Linked DNA regions of Rattus norvegicus: region 1 is linked to region 2. Evidence: chromatin contacts called from public Hi-C data. All regions are on one chromosome and are shown on one strand. The core of a region is the stretch at or near the end of the contact, and the rest is flanking DNA. Distances in the headings are between cores, read along the strand shown. Region 1 has its middle 16 kb from the start of Esd. Region 2 holds the start of Nudt15 (nudix hydrolase 15).

Region 1 (4,780 bases), core at 720-3,219, 1.3 Mb before region 2:
TCATGACTTGGGGAGCCATTGATTGTCATACTGAATCTGGAAAGGTATGCTTCGTGGCTTCAGATTTCTGCTGTCCACAAGCCCATGTGTTCTGTTCCTTCTTCCCGTGTGTCACAGTCTTAGACTGTGGTCACGTCGCCTTACTTCTTTGCAGCTGTGATGAATAAATGGTGTGATGGGAAGTGCATGGTGGAACAAAGCCACTTGCCTTACAGAGACAGCGAGGAAGGAGCGAGAGGAGGACAGTGTCCCAGTGGGTCCTTCAAGAGCACAGCCCCAATTACTACTCCTCCAACTAGACTCTACCTCCTAACAGTCCTGCATGCTACCAACCAAAGCTTTAGCGCATGGCCTTTGGGAGACATTTTTAGATCCAACACGTTTTATAGGAAATACTCTCTGGTTATTAGCGCAGTATGTAAACACAGTAAACATGTAACTGCAGTCACAGATATCTGTATCTTACCTTTATTCTTTTATTAGTAGTCCATAAAATGTGTTTTTTAATTTTATTTTTTATTATTTTAATTTTTAATTAATTAATTTTATATTTAATTGATTTTATTTTTAACCATAAAATGTGTTTTGATCATAGTCATGCTCCCTCCTCAATTTCTCCCAAATTCACCTCCCTTTCCCTATCTACTCAACTTTGTGTTATTAAAAACAATCAAAACCAATTTGTGTTGCCCAAATATTCCTAGATGTGTAGTCTTCTTCTGGAAGGTGGTAAACTTGTGAGGGGTTATACTCTTGGAGAAAACTCTGCCTCTCTCTCTCTCTCTCTCTGTTTTTAAGGGATGCTGAGGGTAAAACCCACAGCTTTGTGCATGTTAGGCAGATGGTCTTCTCTTAAGCCACACCCCCAGGTACAAGACTTACTCTTTTTGAATGGTTCTAGTGAGCTCCTGAACTTCGTTGGGTCTACAGTGTATATGGGAACAAGACCACGTAGGGGCCACAGCTCCTCATTCTGTCGAGAGAATTCAGAGATGATTTAATCATAGCCATGTTCTCTGGAATTCTATTAGAAGCCTGACTAGCCCATGACATTTCATTCAAATCATTCCAGTTGCTCTTAGAAGCATTTTGTTGTTTTAATTTTGTCGAATTCACCTCACCCATGAGTAACTAACTGCACATTTTCCTTCTGATTCATAAGAAAATCTCCTTCCAGAGAATAGATAAACAGACCCACCCTACTTTCAGAGCACCAGAGAGGCAGATGATTAAAGACATGTATGTTGAAACGTCTAGCTGTGACTTGATTATTCTTTATTTCTTTTTTGACTCCATGGTTACTTTAAAACATTTCTTATTTATGTTGATTTACTGCCCCTCTTTTAAAGAGAACCTGCTTAGGATGAAGAACATTAGCAATGGAGTCAGGAACTAGTGACATCTAGTATTCTTCCTTTCTTTTTTAGTTAAAGTACCTTTGTGAATTCTACAACAATCTGAAGACATCTGTCCTTGGTACATATAACTGCTTCTTAGCATTACCTAGGGTGGCTAAACCAGCCCCAGGGTGGTGGCATTTCCTCAAGGGTTACCTTGTCATAAGCCCCCCTCCAGGCAGTATCATTGGATAGATCTTTTAAGCAAGCTGCGTATTAATTAGGTTAATTTGTAACCAACTTGGAGGGCTGAATAAGTAAACACGAATTTTGTAAAGTTCATTGAATGGTCTGTACATGACCTCAGTGCTATCCTCAGACTTCTCACATGTAATGGGGAAGAACTGTGTAGAACAGACACATTGGGGCTTCCGTGAACACACCTCCTGAGAGAATAAGTGAGGTGTTCAACACAGCTCCGGTGGGCAGCGATGTGCCCAGCCTCCACAACGTCACATTCCTACTTCCCTGTCTACCACATTTCCCTCCTCTTTTCATCTTGCACATTGGTAATCTGAACCTCACTCACTCTTGGCGCTGTTCTCAGAATCACCCTAACTCAAGACATGATGAGTAATGGCACACATTACTTTTCAATACCAGAAAGAAATGTGGGACAGGAAGTACATGTTGTGCTGTTCTCCAGGAGGCAGAATAAACACCATCTGAAGATCTCATAATTTAAATTATAAGTAAAGACCTAAATAACCTTGGCTCCCTTTCAACAAGAATCTAGCTATAAATAAATAAATAAATGATATTTGTCACCATGAGTTCTGAATCTATTTGGGCTTTCAATTTTTAACCCTTCAGGGAAACAGATCCCAAATAATAGGTTCCATTTTTCTTTAAGAAATCTGGAGGCCACTACAAAAAGCAACTGTTTATCTTATAACAGCTATGAAACTGTTTAAAAGAGGGTCTGACTGAGAAAACGCTTCAGCAGGAAACATTTGTGTTTATATCTCCATCTTGGTTTCATAGCTTACAAATTTCTTAGGTCACTGGTGATTTATCCCAGGATTACTGTTACAAAAGTTTGCTACCATTTATGTGACACTCATTCATCTATAGAATTTAAGAGTTCCAGAATGTTCTTTACCTTGGCCCATCGATGTCTAAAGGACTAGGCTTCCCAACATTCAGATAAGTTCAGAACTAGAACAGGCTCTTCAATGATTATCTCTAAGTCTTTGGTCTACTTTCTAAGTAAAGGAAACAATTTCCCAAGGTCAGACAAGAGCAGCAGACCAGACCTGAGTTTTCTGTCTGTCTTCAGCTGCAACTAGGCCACCTAAAGGAGGTTCCAAGTAAGCAGAAAGACTTCAGATTGTGTGCTGCTGGCTCTGTGAACATACTGGTGTTAAACTGTAATGCTCTTCAATTCCTCTTAGTGCCTACCAAAACTAGTTGATAAACCCTCCTGCTGAAGACACCACATACCTTCAATGGAACGCAGAGAGAAAACAAGCTGGCATTGAGCTGAGAGATTTACCTCTGCGAGCTACCTTTCATAGTCCTAGACGGTGCTACACAGGATGCTGGGAGAGTAGAATGGTTGTTCTTGGTTGTCAGCTTGACTAAATATGGAATTAAATAGATCCCAAGTGGCTGGCTACACCTGAGAACCTGGGAGGGATTCTCATTTAACTGGATCTTTACAGGTAGGAAGACTTTAACTTCACATCGCATGAGGTCAGAGGACCCGCCGTAATTTTGGGCCATAGCTTCTGGTGGCAGCCTACGTAAAGAACAAAGATGAAAGAAACCTTTACTGTTTGCCTGCTCGCCCTCAGCTTTGTTTCAATGGAAGCCTACTTATCTGCGATCTGATGCATACTGAAGACCAGCTGAGATATCTGGGCTCATGGACAAAACAATTACTGGCTTCTTGGACTAGGGCACTCTAATAAATTCCATAAATATATATGAATTGCAATGTCCACCCGCCGGACAGTATGTGCTCACTGGTGCAATGGTGGCGTGATTGTTATGGACGGGTGAATGAAAGACTCTAGAAAGGAACTGAGCCTTCAACTGCGTCTCTGCAAGGGTGACTAACTGACTAGCGCCTCAGCGATGGCAGACAGGTTCAGAAGCAACAGCATTTCTCTTGGGCCATCTGTCCCCTAAATAGGTCTGTGTCTGATCTAACAGCCTGTGTCTAACCGATAAGACCTTTGCAAAGTACTAGCTTAACAAAAGCTCAGCTTCTACTCACAAAGAGGACTGAATATCATTGGCTCGCATACGAGGTTTATAGCTGAGATTTCTCCACTGTGCTGTAACTGCCGACTTAATTGTTTTTACCAATGTATTTTTAAAATGCCTGATCGACTCCCTTTTTTTTTTTTTTGTTTTTTGTTTTACTACTATATGTTACCATGTTGGAACATGGAATTTTGGGTAATCTAAATCAGTGTTCCCAGGCCACAGTCTCTCAGATTTCTTTAGCCTCAGAATAAACTATTTCTTATCCCCTTCGCAAAAGAGTGGTGCTGTTGTGTTAACAAGGGTAGCCAACAAGTCTCTGACTGGATTTGAGGTTCACTCCGCAGGAGGGAATTCATTCAGGACACTGTAATCTCAGTGAAAAATGCACATTGGCAGGTCTTAGGCCCTAGGTGGAAACTTCCTATTGTGCTGCTCGATTGGCATGGACTTAAACCGCCTTCTAAATATTTACTGCTATGGTAAATCATTTCCATAGACACATGCTGATCTTAGCCTTAATCAGAGAGACTTTTCTTCCCAGGGAGCAGAAGCGAATACAGAGACCCAAGCTGCTCTAGCTGCCAAGGAAAAGTGATGGCTGAATGCTTGGCCTTAAACACGACTTTATTTTTAACCACCCCTGGTAAGGCTCAGGGAACACTGAGGAAAAGGAGAAGGAAAAAAAGTAAGAGCCAGGAGATGCAGCGAAAGTCTTTGAAAGGCTACCTCCTGGGCATGACAGCCATTGCAATCAGGATTCCGCAGCATCTGAGGCTGCCTCTGCTGGACTTGCACAACACCACAACACGAAGTCCATCATGGGTCAGGAAAGAGCCCCAGAGCCCATCCCTCTGCAGATCTATGGCTACCTGTAGCTCCTGGACAAGAAGCAATCATTGTCTTCAGAGCTGTGCCACGGGTGAATGCACCAAGCTCCAGTGGACAGTCTGAAACCCACACCCACACAAATGGTCCTGGTTAAAATCAGCGCACCATAAAACAACACAAAAGACACACAGGAATGCGGGGAAGGGCTTGAAGGCAAGAGGGGGTTGGCAGGGGAGGGAGGGAAAGTAGACCAAGTTAGAAGGAAGAGTAACCAGAATGTGTTATATTGATGCAGAAGCCTCAAAACTAAATTTAATAAAATTATATTATGAAAAAGGAAG
Region 2 (4,770 bases), core at 339-2,838:
AGGCATGATACTGGAGAAGGAGCTGAGAGTTCTGCATCTTTTTTTTTTTTTTTTTCCGGAGCTGGGAACCGAACCCAGGGCCTTGCGCTTCCAAGCGCTCTACCACTGAGCTAAATCCCCAGCCCCTCGAGAGTTCTGCATCTTGATCCAATTGCAGCAAGGAGAGATTATCTTCCAGTAAGCCAGGAGGGTCTCAAAGCCCACCCCCACCGTGACATACTTCCTCCAATAAGGCCACACCTACTCTAACAAGGCCATGCTTCCTAATAGAGCTACTCCCTGGGCCAAGCATATTAAAACACATGAGTCTATGGTGGTCAAACCTATTCAAATCACTACATATATGTACCAAGTTTTGCTTATAGATTCACTCATTGATGGAAAACTAGGGTGGTCCATACCCTTGTTATAGAACATATAGAACATAAACGGCAAGGATGCAAAGAACCCCAAGAGAGAGTATGAAATTCTCTGGATGTATGTCCAGGTGTGAAACGCTGGGTTGTATAGTAGTTTTGTGTTTAAGTTTTTTAGAAACCGCCGAACTTATTTCCGTAGTGTCTATATTAGTTTGCACCCCACTAACACTGAATAGGGGTTCTTCTCTCTCCACAACCTGTCAAGCATTTGTTGTCAAATCTCTTGACAATAGCCATTCTGACTGGGGTAAGATGGCATCTCAAAGGAGTTCTAGTGTGCAATTTCCCAATGGAGATAGTCAACACTTTCAAAAATAATTATTTGCGTCTTTTATTTCAAAGAGTCTATTCACTTGCATATTTGTTGATCGATAAAACTTAGGATTTTGCTAAGCATACTTAATGGATATTGCAACTTTCTAATGGATTACTATGGTGGTTTGAATATACTTGGCCAGGAAGTGACACTATTAGGAGGTGTGGCCTTGTGGGAGGAAGTGTGTCACTGTGGGGGTGGACTTTGAGACCCTTCTAGCTGCCTAGAAGCCAGTCTTTTCCTGTTTGACTTTGGAACAAAATGTAGGACTCTCAGCTCCTCCAGTACTCAGATGCTGCCAGGCTTCCTGCCTTGATGATAATGACCTGAACCTCTGAACCTGCAAGTCAGCCCCAAATAAATGCTAGTTATAAGAGCTGCCTTGTTCATGGTGTCTCTTCACAGTAATGGAAACCCTCACTAAGACAATTACTTAGTATATAAAATTAGTATCACTTAGAAATATATGTGGAAATATAAAAACTAACATTTCAAAGAGTTAAAGCTGTCTCTGAAAGCAGGACTAAGGGGGACAGTGTTCTTGGAGAGGGTTTTGTACTACTGGATTTCTAAAATTATGCACACATTAGTAGCATAAATACTTATAAAATAAACCCACCCATCCAAAGATTTAGGGGGTCAAACTTGTTACAGCTGGTTTCCCCAAGTTTTTCTTTACATATTTCAGTTTTAAGTGGTGTATATTTTTTATCTAGTAAAATTTGTTTTTCTCTAAAATATGAATTTATCCTAGCGGAACTTATTAACTAGTCTTATTTACTTCTCCAAATCAGCTTTAAGTACTCTTAAATCAGTTATTTGTATGGGTTGTTCCTACACGATCTATCCACCAGGCAACAGCTGATTTCTGAGACTTCTGAGACAAAACAACCAAGAATAAGCGGGGCTCCAGGCAGTTCCCGTAAACTTGAAGGCTCATGCGGAGATTAACGTCACTTCCCGGGTCAGTCAAACGCTATGGCCACTAACGCGGAGCAGAGGCGGCGGCCGGGAGTTGGGGTCGGCGTGGTGGTGTTGAGCTGCGAGCATCCTCGTTGCGTCCTTCTGGGGAAAAGGAAAGGGTCGTTTGGAGCCGGCAGTTTCCAGCTTCCTGGGGGCCACTTGGAATTTGGGTGAGCAGGACGACCTCGGGGAAGCGGAAGTCTCGGGAATGTCACTAGACCGCACTACATAATCGGTCCGTGTGAAGCGCGTCAGTGCGCAATTGAGTTCCGTGTGTTCTCTGTGGCCCCGGTGTCCTCTGGGATCCCGCCAGGAGGGGCCGCTGTTCCAGGACCGGGCCCCATACGTCCTCGCTCTGCCCTCTCCTGGCTGCAGGTGGAAGTCGTTTGTATTTCTTGTTTTTTGTTTTTTTGTTTTTTTGTTTTTTTTTTTTTCCGGAGCTGGGGACCAAACCCAAGGCCTTGCGCTTCCTAGGTAAGCGCTCTACCACTGAGCTAAATCCCCAGCCCCCAATCGTTTGTATTTCTTAGTGCTTACTGAGAAAGTGGATGTTTATGAAAAACTGGGACTCTTCCCTTTGTCTCATGAGATTAAAATATATCAGTTTTGTGAGACTGGTCCCGCCGCTTCTGAGAGGTGGATGTGTCAATCCCACGAGGCGGAAGAGTAGTGAAGTCAGTTTCTATGCAATCGTGAAGAAACCCTGGCTGTGCTCAAAAAAAACAAAAAAAAAAAACAAAAAAAAAACAACCTAATCCGAGTGTGTAGCTTAAAAATAAAAGTATCTTAATCACCCAGATCCAGTGTGGTTTCCTATAGTAATGTATAGTAATATAAAACACTTGGAAGGTAAAGCTTCAAGACTTCCTATGCCTTATCAAGTACCATACTTGATTTTATAGACTATTTAAAAGGAAATCCTAGACCTCGTATTTTCCGTGATTATCTTGGGTCACTATTATCTAATAGATTTATTTATTTATAAGAGACAGAGATCTGCTTGCCTCAGCTTCCTGAGTGCTGGGATTGTGTCATGGCTGATTGACTGGAGGTGCCCCTCACTGGCTGTCCATCATAGGGAAGGGAAACATTACCAGGCTGACAACTTCCTTCCTCGTGAAGGTAATCTGTACTTCCTGTGTGGCCTGGAAGCACAAGCTTCACAAGCCCCTTAACAAGAATCACATCCTTCTCTGTTGCCTAATGGCTCAATTTTGAAACATGAGGAAGGCATTGAATGTACTTTCAAAACACAACAACCCCTTAAGAAAGTTAATGTTTCCATTTTCCCTGAGTACAGTTGACTCAATAGCCTGGGTCTTGTTGGTGGTGATAATGGATTGTTTTTTTGTTGTTTTTGTTTTGGGTTTTTTTGGGGGGAGGGAACATTGAGACAGGGTTTCTCTGTACAGTCTTAGATATCCTGGAATTTCCTCTGTAGACTAATCTGGCCTCAAACTCACAGAGAACCACCAACCTCTGCCTCCAAAGTACTGGGATTAAACGCCTGTACCACCACCCCGCAGAGAAAACCTGGGTTCTTACCTGACACACTAAACTGCACCCTTACTGCCTAAGTCTATCTCCAGGCCTGGGAATTAATGCTGGTGGTTAAATGTTAAGTTTTGTCTAACATAAAGCCGTTTGGGTCTTCACTAAATATAGAATATGCATAATGTTTAGATGGAAGAGTTTTTTATCATCTTAAAGCATAAACTAATTACTGTTGATTTTACTTTATACCACAACTTTCCAACCAGGAATCTCACCTCATGCAAACACTGAGCAGGCTGTGTTTCTTTTTCCAGTGAGACCTGGGAAGAATGCGCTCAGAGGGAAACCTGGGAAGAGGCTGGGCTTCGCCTGAAAAATGTGCGCTTTGCTTCGGTGGTAAATACTTTTGTTGAGAAGGAGAATTACCATTATGTCACCATATTAATGAAAGGAGAGGTGGACGTGACTCACGAGTCAGAACCAAGGAATATGGAACCAGAAAAGAATGAAAGTAAGAGAATGGGATAAAACAAGGTGTTATTCCTCAGAGCATCATTGCCATGTGAAGAGAATTGGATTCTCTTTGTGTCTGTGCCCTCAAAAATTCATGTGTTGGAGCTAAGAATGGGGACTGTAATCCCAGCACTTAGGGGATAGGGAGGAGAGACAGAAAGATCTCTGGGAGTTTGAGGCCACCCTGGTTTACATAGAAAGTTCCAGGCTATCTGGGCTACATACAGAGATAACATCTCAAAAAGAGAGAAAAAACAAAAACAAAAATCCATGTTGAAATTCTGATCTCGGGTGATAGTGACAGGAGGGGAGAACTTTGGGACTTGGAGGACAAAGTTTAGAATGTACTGCTGTGACAAAATGTCCAGAATTAGCAGCACAAGGGGAAGAAGATCCTTTAGCTCTGAATTGTTAAGTTCTAGCCCATGGGCCTGGGCTTTGTTGATTCTGGGCCTTTGGTGAGATGAAATGTCCTGGTGGAGCTATAGTAGAGGTTCCTCACCTCCTTGCCTCACAGCAGGACTGAGGCAGAGTGAGAAGAACAGGGCGAAGTCTTCAGAGGCACATCTCCATGGTGTTGTACACGGTCCACACGCTCTAAAGTTCCCATCACCTCTCAAAATAGCAGCAGCCACAGCTCGGCTCCACTGTTCACCACAAGACTGCATTGAGCACTGCATACTCAAGCACGACAGCCCACACATGGAATTGTGCTCACATGATAGAGACCCAGAGAGATCCTCACCACTTCCTCCATATAAGGATACAGAGGGAGTGTGGCTGTCCCATGAGCTGGGAAATAGGCCATTACCAGACATCAAGTCTTGCCAGCATCTTGATCTTAGACTTCCATCCTGCAGAACTATGTGGAATGAATGTCTGCAAGCTGTCCTGTGACAGCAGCACAGAGACAGTGTAGAGATGGGGAATTACGTAGATCCCAAGGGATGTAAGATACAGGCAACCTGTATTCCTGCAATGGTCCCTGCATTGTCCTTATGACTGAGGGCCCAGCGAGACCACCAAACTGGACCACTCCATGGTTAGGGAGAAAGACTTATTTGG

The links. A called contact is a pair of places that touch in the nucleus more often than the background predicts.
Region 1: a Hi-C map of the A7r5 cell line shows a contact between it and region 2, with 4 times the contacts expected there. The contact joins the enhancer-like site here to the promoter of Nudt15 in region 2. A contact is called at or near these places in 6 of 12 Hi-C or Micro-C datasets (the A7r5 cell line, the Rat2 cell line, Schwann cells and 3 more).

Annotation. Positions count from the first base shown.
Region 1 is chr15:56,434,385-56,439,164 of GRCr8, reverse strand. No RefSeq gene overlaps it. Among named protein-coding and RNA genes, the nearest start is that of Esd, 16 kb to the left of the region's middle. Within about 2 kb of position 1,969, at least 4 of the 93 cell types and tissues checked have an H3K27ac peak or open chromatin away from gene starts, as enhancers often do. A contact at or near this core is called in the A7r5 cell line, where this site is marked.
Region 2 is chr15:55,120,201-55,124,970 of GRCr8, reverse strand. Nudt15 (nudix hydrolase 15) reads left to right here and starts at 1,588. Exons shown (of 3, transcript NM_001106049.2): 1 at 1,588-1,868; 2 at 3,507-3,703. The coding sequence starts at 1,714.